3 separate regions of the Gossypium hirsutum genome follow, and regions 2 and 3 are each linked to region 1. The links are chromatin contacts, called in public Hi-C maps. All regions are on one chromosome and are shown on one strand. The core of a region is the stretch at or near the end of the contact, and the rest is flanking DNA. Distances in the headings are between cores, read along the strand shown.

What was found. A called contact is a pair of places that touch in the nucleus more often than the background predicts.
Region 2: a contact with region 1 is called in a Hi-C map of leaf, with 2.1 times the contacts expected there. The contact joins the promoter of LOC107918620 here to the promoter of LOC107926006 in region 1. A contact is called at or near these places in 2 of 34 Hi-C or Micro-C datasets (both in leaf).
Region 3: a Hi-C map of leaf shows a contact between it and region 1, with 2.1 times the contacts expected there. The contact joins the promoter of LOC107916681 here to the promoter of LOC107926006 in region 1. A contact is called at or near these places in 6 of 34 Hi-C or Micro-C datasets (leaf and petal).

The regions. Positions count from the first base shown.
Region 1 is chrD13:26,592,792-26,597,281 of Gossypium_hirsutum_v2.1, reverse strand. LOC107926006 reads left to right here and starts at 2,671. Exons shown (of 3, transcript XR_005922853.1): 1 at 2,671-3,442; 2 at 3,538-4,490.
Region 2 is chrD13:27,001,573-27,006,062 of Gossypium_hirsutum_v2.1, reverse strand. LOC107918620 (60S ribosomal protein L35) reads left to right here and starts at 1,838. Exons shown (of 4, transcript XM_016848211.2): 1 at 1,838-1,991; 2 at 2,091-2,226; 3 at 2,328-2,484; 4 at 3,061-3,342. The coding sequence starts at 1,988. The coding sequence ends at 3,135.
Region 3 is chrD13:26,243,550-26,248,039 of Gossypium_hirsutum_v2.1, reverse strand. LOC107916681 (40S ribosomal protein S23) reads right to left here and starts at 2,327. Exons shown (of 4, transcript XM_016846015.2): 1 at 2,167-2,327; 2 at 1,112-1,267; 3 at 891-1,017; 4 at 1-116. The coding sequence starts at 2,171.

The DNA of each region.
Region 1 (4,490 bases), core at 1,422-3,921:
TCACACATACTCCATAATTGTGCCTCATTGTATAAGCTTACACAACTTTTACCGAGCCTCCTCCTCGATAGATTTCCAATAAAACTGCCCCTTTAATTAATTTTAGAACTCCACCCAAGTCTCAATCTCACTATATCTTCTATCTTTGGACCTGCTCCTCCACCATAAAAGCTCAAAATAAGATAAATAGATGCAATGTTTACCTTAATAGCATCCTCTATGATGCATTTTACACAGAAGTATTTCTCTATTCTCTAATAGAAATTGTCCACATCTCCTGCAAACCTTGTCCCCACAAACTCTTTCAGCTTCAGGACAACTACCTCGCAATTGAGTGTAGTACCCAACACTCATTTCCTAACGACTGCTCGAAACAAGGTAAGTTATCCCTCGAGCTCCTCTATTATTGTGCTCAAAGCCCTCATCATGGACATTATTTCCTCTTTCAAAGGCATCACCATGGCTTCGAGAGAATCATTCCTCTCTATCAGCTTATTCCTAGTGGATTTGAGCGCCCTCACATCTTTTTCACATTGGTCTCGTGAGACTCCAACACCAAGTCCCTGAGCTTATCCGTCATTGAATCAAACCAGCCTGTATGTCCGTCGACCTCTTCAAGTGTCTCCCTCACGTCCCCCATGGGCTCCTCGAGATTAACCACTCATTCTTCTAAAGCCGACAACAATTCCCTCGATCGACTTGCTTTTCTAACCTTCCTGTGGGACTCTGTTAGCTCATTCTGATTGACAGCTTCTTTCTACATCTCAAACGGTGCCTTCGCAACCTTAACTCTAATATCAACTATCAAGGGGCTAGACTTTTAGCCTCACAATTTGTGTGGCCTTAGGTGATTCCGTCTTTTCAAATGCACCTAAGTCAGTCTAACACTCGCAAAGTGAGGATTCTTATAGAATTTCTCCAAGGCACCAAATTATAACGAAAGCAACTCAAGCCAAAAGAATGTTCAAAAGAACAGAATAGCCATAGAAAAATAATACACGATAGGTGTTTGAGTAACTTCTTTCAATTTATTATTTCTCTTAAAAAATAAAGAATACAATAGATATAATGGGTGATTTACAATTGAGGGGGAGGCTCTCTATTTATTGTTGAGCTCCTCCAAAACCGATGGTATAGATTGAATTACATCGACGAATGATATCAAATCATTTCTATAATTAAGGGATTTACATAATCTCTTAGATTACAAAATCAAATCAAATCTTATCAAATTTTATTCCCCTTAATCTTTTATGATTAATTTCCCTTTTACCATGGTAGCCTAATTTTTCATATTTGTTTCATTGGACCACCCAAGCTTCAAATAGATAGGCTTCTCCATCAGTTCTTTGAATCAGGCCAATTCTCGTGGGTCAAGTGAGCCCCATCTAATCGATAGACCTCCATGGGATGTACCTTGTGCAATAGTCACAGGCTTTGAACTGTGGCCCGTGACTAGGGGTGTGCAAAATTTGGGTAAAATCGAAAAATTTGATTAACCGACCGAATTCAGTTAATCGGTCGATTAACCAAATTTTTTCGGTTCAACCGAAAAATTTAATAAATAAAACTATAATATATATAAATAGGCCCATTATTCACCTAAACCCAATCCAAACCCAAGTATCTAACCCAACCCAATTACCCAATTACCCAATTACCCAACCCAACCCAATCATAAAAATAACAAATAATTTAATAAATAAAAATAAAAATAATATATAAATAGGCACATGTTTTTTTTTTTGTAGCTTTAATGCAAATGGAGATCTTTTGGAGAGAAGAAATGGATACAAATGGAGAATATTAAAGACTTACATTTCAATTATGTGTTAATTTCAAGACTTATGTAATGTTTTTAATTATGTAGTGATTCAAAGACTTATGTAATGTTTTTAATTATGTAGTGATTCAATTCGGTTAATTTGGGTAATTCGAGTAATTCGGTTAATTCGAGTAATTCGGTTAATTCGGTTAATTTTTAACCAAAAATAAAAAAACATATAATTTTCGGTTAATTCGGTAACCGATTGAATTAACTGAAAAAATTTTGGTTCAGTTAATTTTTTTGAAAAAATTTTGATTCGGTTAATGATTAAAAATTTTGAAAGGTCGGTTAATTCGGTTAATGTTATTTTGGGTCGGTTAACCGACTGAAAACCCCTACCCGTGACACACAGACCTCACATGTACTTAGTAGATCTATACAATACATACGGTTCGCTAGGTCAAGGTTCACAAATTAGCAGGCTGGACATGCATGATCCCCTAGAACGCTAGCTCGGTTAGGAGATACGTGTTGAGTCTTTTGTGGGTATACCATGAGGTTTGCTCTGTAGGTATAACATGACATAATATATTAATTTAATAGTATAGTAACTAGTGTTGTACTTATCTCAAATGATTAAACATGATTTATTATGTAGTACTAATAAAATTATTAATAAGTTTAATTTTAACGATTTGAAATTTAAAGTTTTATTTTTTTTTATGATTTGGGAATTTAGATTTTAATTTTATTTTTATTGATTAAATTTTAATATTTTTATTGATATTATTTTTTATTAATATTATTATATTTATATTAGTTTTTAATTTAGAATAGATTTATTTTTTTTGAAGCAAAGACTGACTGGGCTTTATTAATAATAAACAAAGAAAAACAGATTTGGGCCCAAAAAAGTAGACCCACGTCACATTACAAAACAAAGCAGGCCTAAAACAAAGAAAACAAAAAATATCAGCAAAGTTTAATTTGAAAAAACTAAATCGATAGACTTGCCCAGTCAAATCATACTGGAAACCGTGATAATTAATGCTTTCCACTTTCCCAAGCCTGCCGTTTCCAATAACCAGAAAAGACCCCGATTTCTAATTCATTTCATTGTCTTTTCCTCTCCATGAAACCTACTTCCAACCCTTGTTCAGTTAAGTTCTAGCAGCCATTCTTCTTCCATCTGTCGCAAGGTGAAGCCAGGGACCGTTCCATTCAGGTATTATTGTTCTTCCCTTCTTAGACTCTCCGTAGCTATGGTATGTGCAAAGCGATTTGCTTCCTTTCTTAATGTGTCTGAAGTGAATCCATCGAAAATGTTCCGCAATAAGGTGAATATTTCGTATATATGCAGCGATTTCTGATTTGTCCATAACATGATTCCTGCATTTTTTTACTATTGAAAGCGCGTCCTCTTCGATTATTGTTTCTGATAAACCCATCTCCATTCCTGTTTGAATTGCACATAAACATGCCAGGGCCGCTGCTGCAAAAGCAGATCCAACATTCTCATGCAGTTTCGATCTTACAATCAGGACCCGATCCTCCCCATTCCTTGCTACAACTCCGGATGCCAATTGAGATCTTTGCTTGTCAAACGCCCCATCATAATTAATCTTTATGGTTGTGCCAGATGGGGGTACCCAGGTCGTTATATCAACATTTCTTGTAAGTCCACTTCCTTCTAAATCGTCCATTTCTTTTATGTAGCTAGATATGAATATAGAGATCTCCCTTGCTGATTGGGTCTTTCCTTCATATAGTCTTTTATTTCTATCCGTCCAGAGGGCCAAAAGGGCGCAACAAAACAACCTTCTTTGATACAGTGAGCTCTCTTCAAAAACCTAGATAAGCCATGTAAAACTATCAAAGTCTGGTTTTTGTAAGATCCATTGCATCCCTAACAGAGACCAAACTTCTACGGAAACAGAACATATTCGAGAAACATGATCCATAGTTACGATATCTATATTGCATCTGGGGCAGCCCGTGTTGGACACTCTTCTTTTGTGATTTAAGTTCACAAGAGTAGGGATGAAATTCTTTGATATCCTCCATATTGTAATTTTCAATTTAGTAGGAAGCTTTAGGCTCCAAAGTTTTTTTGTATAATTTTTTAGAAGTGGCCCGTAACTCATCTAAAGTAGGATCAAAATTACCTCTATGTAATAGTTTATAGGCGCTACGGACAGAGAACTCTCCTGAAGGCTCACCTCTCCACACCACTATGTCATCATGTCGCTCTGTTGCCAGGGGAATCTGCAAAATCCTAGCCGCATCTGCTGTCGAGAAGGTATTGATGAGCTCTTTATTCCACTCTATTGATATTATCTATTAGTTCCAAAGCAACAGACATATTAGTATTGGAAGAGTTAGGATTTAATCTGTAATAATTGGAACCTGGTAACCATGTATGCATAAAAAGAGATATCTTCTCCCCTGTACTAACCCTCCAGCCTAAACCATCCATTAATAAACCCCGCAAAGCCTAAGTACTCTTCCAGGTATATGACAGCGTAGTTACCGACTTCCATTTGGAAAATCGGACGTGTGAAAATATTTGGCTTTTAAAACGCGAGCTAAAAGTGAATCTGGATTGGTAATAAGTCTCCAGCCTTGTTTTGCCAGTAGGGCAATGTTGAATTCCTCTAGATTCCAAAAGCCCATTCACCCTTTTGCACCAGTGAATTCCTCTTCGCCCAGGTTCCTTTTGCCA
Region 2 (4,490 bases), core at 589-3,088, 410 kb before region 1:
AACGGGCTACTACACTAATTGTCTATCTCCATTACCTCAACTTACCAAAACTAAGAATTTACAAAATTTACTAGATTTTAATCTTTCAAGGACAATCTTTAACCTTTACAAGAAACTATCTTTTTACTAGGCAAGATAGAGCCACTTCCTTTGAGGTTTTTTACCCAAAAACCTTAAGTAACCCTTACAAATATGAGCTATAGTAAGAAGGATTAAAAACCCCTCTCAAAGGAAGATATTATAATGTTAAAGCTCACTCAATGACAATACAACACTGGAAAAGAATAAAAGAGATGATTACCCAAGTATTTGTATGAAGAACAAAGAGAATATCAATGAAAAGGTTGAATTTTTGTACCATTCACTTTACAAATTTGTTTATTGTCTTCAATATGGAGCTATTGACTTGCATTTATGCCTTCTAAAAACCTTGAGGACATTTTGAGACGTTGAGAGTAAATTAAAGTCATTACAACATTAAATTTGAGCATTAATTGTAGACTGCAAACCACTTGTATTGGTACAAGTGGACTTGTGCCGGTAAAAGTCTTAAAAAATGTGACTGTTGGAGCTTGATGTATTGGTAGAAGTCTGAGGGTTTCAAGGATTCATACTTGTAGCGATATATGTATCAATAAAAGGTGCATGGGAACCCAAAAATGCTTACTGACTCACTTTTGTCAGTAGAACTTCTCCTAAGTACCGATAGAACTGCAGATGTATCGGTAGCCCCCAAGTATCGATAGAAGTCTAGAATAATGCTTAGGGTGCTTTTTGACTTATTTCTATCGATACAAGTATGCACTTGTATCAGTAGAAGTGTCCCAATAAGGTAAAAATGGTCTTTGAATCAATATTTTTCAAAGGCATTTAGCCATTTTAATTAATTGATGACTTTATAAATACTTTAAAAGAAATTTACAAGGTCATATTAATTTATTTCAAATTTTGACTACGTGAGACTTTAAAGTTTGACTTTGTTATAAAAAAAATATTTGAAAAATTAGGGCTAATAAAATTGATAAGTTAATATATTTTTATTATATTCAATGGTTCAAATAAAAAAAATGTTTTACACTAATTACTGTAATTAAAAATATAATATTTAAAAAGTAATTAAATATTAAATGCATAAATTCATATGCAACATATATGATATTAAAAACTAATTACTTAAAATGTTGAAGTTTTTGGACGAAGACATTGACTTTGAACATTTTTGTTAAAAATATTTATTCTTCTATAATCCCAAGAAAATGAGAAAAGAACTAAAAAAGGAATTTTATAGAAGATGAGGGAAAGCTAAGCGAAGAGTAAGTTAATTTGATTTTAATTTGACTTTGTACTATTAATAGGTTAAGCCAGTTAGTTATCAATTATCAATTTTATAAGAATGATGCCACATTTGGTACATATACTTTTACAAAAGATCTAATGTGGTATTTATACTTGCAAATGTCCAATGTTGTACCTAAACTATAAATATTTATTTTTATTATGGTACCTATACTTTAATAAAATATCTTATATGATTATATATATTGAAAATGTCTAATGTAATATCTAAACTATTAATATGTATTTTATTATGACATTTATGCTAACACTGTTAGTGTATTATTAAATTAACTAATACAAATTCGACTTGTAGAAAAAAAAATCTAAATCATCTGAGTCGGAGTGAATAATACAACTTTATGTAATAAAATATAAAATTAATCGGTTGAGTAAATTTTTGGATTGTTTTAACTTAACGGACTAATTTCTTCTCTCTTAAAAGAAAAGGACTTCCAAGTCTGAACCCAAATTTAAAAGTCTGGTTGGGCCGAGAAACATTGCCCAATTTAAGAAAAGCCTGCCAGATTGCAACGCTCCAAAATGCCTAATTGCAGCTCCGAAGTCGTAAAAACCAAAGGTTCTATTTCTTCCTTTCAAATTCTAGGGTTTCTGAGAAGAGATTAAGCAGCCGCGGCAGCAAAACTCAACAATGGGTAACAGAAACAAGCTCAAATTCACCTCCATTATAATTTCAAAGTGATTTTCAATGGCTAATTCGTCGTAAATTTTATTTTTTACTTTTGGTTTTGAAGCGAGTATAAAGGTTCACGAGTTAAGGAACAAGTCCAAGACGGAGCTGCTAAGCCAATTGAAGGACTTGAAAGCTGAACTTGCTATCCTCCGCGTCGCTAAGGTCACAGGCGGCGCCCCTAATAAGCTCTCCAAGATGTAAGGAATTAGCCCTTTTTTTTCCTCTCTCCTTTTCTCTTTAATTCCCAATTGCATGTGCAGATTTTGATCCTGAAATGTATGGTTTTTTTTTATTGCAGAAAAGTTGTGAGGTTATCGATCGCGCAGGTTTTGACGGTGATTTCGCAGAAGCAAAAATCTGCGCTTAGAGAAGCTTATAAGAAGAAAAAGTTCCTCCCTTTGGATCTCCGTCCCAAGAAGACTCGTGCCATTCGCCGCCGCCTTACTAAACATCAGGTCCATTTAGATTTTGTTTTCAACTTAATGAAATAATTGAAGATTTTGTTGTTAAAACGCCTAAAATATTAATGTGATGGTACGGTGAATTTGTGATGTTAACTCTGAAAATTTTAAAGCAAGTTTCAGATAATGCTGGCTGTCTTTGTTTATGGTAAGGTCAATAACATTGATAGTAAACAGGGGAGGGATTGAAATGGCTGAGCCCAGGATGAAATGGATCTAATAATAGTTGTTCTTTTGAGGGAATGGGTATGGCCAATATTTATTTTTAGTCCTAAGAAATAAATCTTGTTACAGGATTTAAGGTTTCTGAGTGATTGGCAAGTGCTTGTGTAAGGAGGTACATATTTGAAAGATATTATGGTCAACCAATTAAGTATATAGGGCATTTAACGTTGAATTGGTGCCGGAATTAAGTACTGATGTTGGAACACGATTAACCAATTAAGTACTGGTGTGGAATTCGATTTACCTAGAGTTTAGGTTGTGCTTTATGCTACATTCGTGGGACATCTTGCATTCTTTCCAATCATAGTCTAATTTACTAGTTTGATTTTCTGGGTTTATATGCAGGCATCTTTGAAGACACAGCGTGAAAAGAAGGAGGAGATGTACTTCCCACTAAGGAAATATGCCATTAAAGTGTAAGCAGGAGCTACTTTTTGTTCTATCAAAGTCTAAAAAGTAGAATTATGGTTTAGATGCAGTTATATGAGCATCATTTTTGCCCCTTTATTAGTTTTCCTTGAACATCTGTTTGAGCGCTATAATATGATTTCACATTTCAGAATGTGTTTTGACTTGTACATGCAAGGAATTCTCTTTTTGCGTTGTTTAAGGCACCGTAATTCTCTAGCTCCGGGTTCATATAGGTTCTGTTTGTTTCACAAACTGATTTGTGGAAAATGTTTTTTGTATTTCCTTGTGTTTGTTTCTTGGAGAACACATGGTCAACAGACAAACGAAAAATAAGGTGTTTTCTTTTTTTTGTAAATTGACTTACGAAAAGCACTAGTTATTCATTTGAAAGAGTGTTTTTTTTGAGTAATTTTATTTTTTATAAAAATTAATTTGAATCAACTCTAATATTATTATAGTAATAATAATTTTTTATTTTTTATTTTTAAATATTAAAATTAAATATTATTTATATTAAATAATTCAATATTAATAATTTATTATTTTAGAAAATATTTTAATATTACAATTTTATTTTAGGGCATTTTACCCTAAAATTTACTTTGGTATTATTTTGTTTTGTTCAGCTTGAATGTTTTACTAAAAATACGGGGAAAGTTCAAAAACGATTTTTAATCAAAACAAATAAAGTCTCAAATTTCCTTTCCTCGTTTCTGGATATTTATTTCGAACCCAGTTCTTATTCTTTTCCTTTTCTAACAAGCCCTTGAGCCGCCTCTATCTCCGGCGCTGGTCCGGTCACTTCCTCCAGCCGTGAACTCCACCGGACAAAAGCCATATGATATAATTGAATATACCCATCGAAATCTTTAACCTGAAACAAACCAGTACAATTAATAACTGGCGAGAACCTTCTTTTTTATTGTTTTTAACTTTCTCGATGCTCTTCAAAACTCTAACAATTTAAAATGAGTATATTGTAAAGAAGAAGAAGAAGATGAAGCTTTTAGTGAAGAAGAAAATGGAGTTTTAGTTAACCATATTGATGGAGAGTGGGAGGGTATTATAAGTAGTTTAAAATATTATATTTTTCATTAATTAAAACCTTATCATTAAAAAACAAAGGCTTAAGAAATCCTTTTTAACAGGGTTTTTTACAAAAATAATATAAAAAAATAAAAATTTACCAAAATATTATAACTTTTTTTATTTACCAAAATATTATAATTTTTTTTATTTATCAAAATATACCAAAAAACAGAAAAAAAAACTGACAACAGCCTGATCAGGCCAATCACATTGGTGGCACTAAAGGTGCCAAAGAGATTGGCGGCACCAATGGTGCCAAAGGACTAAAATGTGAC
Region 3 (4,490 bases), core at 1,078-3,577, 350 kb after region 1:
TCTTTGAAGAGTGCCAACAGTGAAACACCCGATACCTTCACAACCTTGAACCTAACACCAGGAATATCACCCACAGCATGACCCTTTCGTCCAAATCCGGCAATCAACACCTCATCCTACATAAGCCAATTATCATCGGAAAAGTATCAGCAACCTAATGCACTTAACATTATTAAACTTGCCAATTCTAATTCTAATTCGAACTCAAAAACTCGACCAGCTCAACCCAAACAAGATACAACTCATTTTGACAATTAGAAGTCAACATCTTAAACTTGAAACAGCTTGAATTCAAAACGAATTGATACAAAGCAAACTAATCTTGAAATGACCTAAAAAAGCGCTTCTCCAGGCAAAAAATTAACCCAAAAACACTATATTCAAAAGCTGAAAATTTTAGCTTCTCCCCAAAAGTGCTTTTTTCCCAAAAACACTTTTGAGAAGCATTGCTAGACTAAGCCTAAAACCCATAAGAGACCCAAGCCTCAAACCCACACCCAAATAGACCAAAATCCTAAACATTCAAATCCAAAATGATCAAACCTGAAATTGAACCAAACCCAAATCAATGTTGTCAAGGGCACAAGGGGCACTCTTTACGGCTAGAATCCTTATATTGCCGTGCGAGAGTCCTTGAAAGAATGAGGCATTTTTGTTGCCTAGTGCTAAAGCAAGTGATGTAGGCACCTAGGTGCAAACCTAGATAACACTGACTCAAAATGACTCAAACATGAAAATGACCCAAAACACAATGACTAAATATTTTTAAAACCTGAATTGGTCCGATTTAAAATAATCTAATCCACAACCAACCCAACTTGTCCAATTGATAGGCCTACTTAACACGCTTAAAAAATTATATCATACAATTTCACTTAAGTTCTACTTACATTCTCTTCAATGTAGTTTAAGCAACCATCATTTGGGACGAATGCCGCAATCTTCTTCCCATTCTTGATCAATTGAACTCTAGCACACTTCCTAATAGCAGAGTTCGGCTGCTTAGCTTCAATACCTCTGGATGTTATAAAGCCATTAGTGCATATACTGAATTAGTGTTCAATGAAAACAAAAGCACCAAAAATGAAAAAAAAGAATAGGGAATTCTTACATCTTCTCAAGGACAATGCCTTTGGCATGGGAAGAACCAGCAAATGGCTTCTTCCATTCATTTCCAAGGTTGGATTTTTTGTATGCCTTATCGGCCCACCGTTGCCTCCTCCTGTGGGTCCTCAACTTGCGTCCAGCTCCCATACCACGTGTCTTCCTGAATGAATTACCCTTAATTAGACCTATTGCTTTTGAGACGAATCTAAGAACTCGATCAACCCAAAATGCCTGAACCAAACAAACCCAACACAATTTGACCCTAAAAGTAAACAACCAAAATCTATCCAACCCGAACCCGAGTGGACCCAAATGCATAATTACCCAACCCAGAAAACTTGAAAGACTTAACTTGGACCTAAAATTAACCCAGACCCAAAAGAGGCCCAAAAATCCTAAAACCCGAATTGACCTGATCCAAAACAACTTGATCGCCCAATTGACAGGTCTACCATCTAACCTTAATCTCATAAATTAGAACTCCTCAAAATATAAAATTCTAAACATCAAACTTTGTAAATCTTATGTAGCTTTTAAAAGTGTTTGATGGAGGACAGAAAGAGTTTGCATCACTTCAGGTGAAAGTCGACATTTTGTAATTTCAAACAAGCATTGTTCAACTGCCATTCATATGTAATACTCCTAAACCCTTGGAAAATCAAATACAAGCAAAATTTTCTAGCTTTCAAGAAGCTCATATCATTATTCATACAGAGAATCATAAACCAAAATCCATATTCCAACTCATTGTTTCAACCTTAAAGCTAAAACGCCTAAACCAGCAATCAAATTTCCAATAAAAAATATCTAAAATCAATAGCAGGTGCAATGCACTCAAAGGTATAAAGTCTCATTTTTCCCAATCTTCTTTTCAAAGTGTAGAATTAATACAAGACTTAGAGACCCAACAACCCACATCCGAAAGCCGATACTTCTCATAAAAAATCATTTAATTAAACAAGCAAGATCAGCTGAAACAGTAAAAAGAAAAAGGGTGGGGAAGCTAAGAAAAGAAACAAGCTACAGATTTATGCTGAAATTGATAGCAAGAAAACATACCCCATATTGGCTGAGAGGTTCCAAATGCGGCGAGGGTTTCCAGAGAGATTGAGGCGAAGACAGAGAAAAATCGGCGGCCGCTGAGTTTGAAGTATAAACCCCGAAGCTGATGCTTAAGGCCCTAACCCTACAAACGATGGGCATATATAGATATATAGTGGACTGTAATTTGGACCCATAATAAATATTTAAAATAGGTGCTTTCAGTTACCTTACTCGGTCGCAAAACGGGTTGGGCTGAAAATATTTTGTATAAATTTTTTTAGGGTAAGGTAAATCAATAGTTACACAACTTTATCTCAATAATAAAATACTCACTCAATTTTCATCTCAATTACTAAATTTTCGAAAAATAACAAATCATTCACTATTAACTATTCTCCTTTACAGAACTAACAGAGCTGTCATTTTCCCTTCTTCTCTCCCCCCTCTCGTTTCCCTCCCCTTACCACGGCTTTCCCATCACTCTCCCTCTTCCGCACGATCCCCTAACTCCGATTCTCTCCCTCTCCTCCATCGTCCCTCTCCCTACTTTGACCCTCTCCCTCTCCCCCACCGTCCCTTTCCTTCTGCTAACCCACCCACCCTTCAAACCCATTGATTTTCGTCTCCCAAAACCATGGGTCATGTTCTTCCCAACCAAAAATCCCAATTAAATGCATAAAAAAGGTCCTATTCTTAATTTTTTTCAGTTAAATACTTCATTCCTCTTCCTGCATCACTACTAGTAAGCTTCTCTCTTTCTCTCATCATCTTCTTCTTTTACTTATCAAAATGGAAGCTTCAACAAATTTGGCAGAAGCAACAATGATAGAAACAAGTTATTTTGAAGTTATTTCTAGGTTTTTCTTCTCATATCCAAAGAAAAAAAAGGGAAGAAAATATCTAAAAATATATAAAATATTGACAAAAATGGATTTGAGCTTACACTTTTAAAGAATTTGAGCTTCTTTAAAACGGGATCCATCATTTTCTGATTGCTTTGAAATCATAGTGATTTGATTGCCCGAACTCTTCATTACCTAATAATAATAAGGGTAAAGTACACCAACAGTCATTGTTGTTTAACCCATCTTACCCAATAATAATCATAGTGATTTGTCTATAATACAAATGACTAAGTAAAAAACCTAACAAATGAATTTTGAAACAACAAGATAGTGAAATTGTGAAATATAAAATAAGGGTTTTGTTTAACCCATCTTACCCAATCCAAATTAAAAAAATTAGAGCAGTTGTGGATCTAGAAACTTGTTAAAGTAGAAAAAATTAAGAACACGACCTTCTTTTTATGTATTTAACTGAGATTTTTTGTTGGGAAGAACTGGACCATGGTTTTGGGAAACAAAACCAAAGGGCTTGAAGGGTGGGTTAGCAGATGGAAAGAGACGGTGGAGGAGAAGGAGAGGGAAGGGAGAGCAGTGGTAGGGGGAGGGAAACAAGAGGGGAGGGGGAGAGAAGGATGGAAAATGATAGTTCCTTTATGTTTGTAATGGAAAATGGCAACTCCGTTACGTCCGTAATGAAAAATTGTTAATGGTGACTGATTTGTTATTTTTCGAAAATTTATTGACTAAATTGAAAGTTGAGTGATTATTTTGTCATTTATATCAAAATTGAGTGGTTATTGGTATACTTTACCCATTATTTTAATAGAATTTTATTACCTTTAAATAGATATTTATTTTTTTTCAAGGAATAAGGTTGTTCATAGATTTGCACATTTTTATATTCTCAAAAGAAATGTTCAAAGATCAAATTTCTAATGATTATTAATTGAAGACTTAAACGTAATTTTTTAAATCATTCAAATAATATATTGCAATTTATTAAATTAAGTGGCAATCTATCATTTTAAATAAAAAGTGAAAATATATGTTCACTCTTTATAGTTTGTCTTTATTTAGGAGTTGATTTTATTGGCTAGTTGTTAACGGTCATTCCTTCTTATTTTTATCAAAAGAAAATTAAATTAACAGAATTAAATTAATTCAGTAAATTGATCGGTAATCATCTCGTTGCCGAAAATCCAAACGGTCAAACAGCTAGAAGTAGTGAGGCCAAACAGTGGTCAAAGTTTCATGATGGTTCAATAGTTAAATTTATAGATCGGGCTTGGAAAGTTTTAAAGAATGGGTTTTTTTTTGGATTTTTGGGAAGTTTCTTGAGAAAAGGAAAAGAGAACTAGAAAGAAGAGGAAGAGGTGACTATGATTCATCGTGGAAGACAGATAGGGGACGGATAGTGTTGCAGACTAAAAACAAAGTCAAAATTAGTCAACAATAGTCACTATTTAAAATTTTGTTAATTTCAGTTCTTTTTTT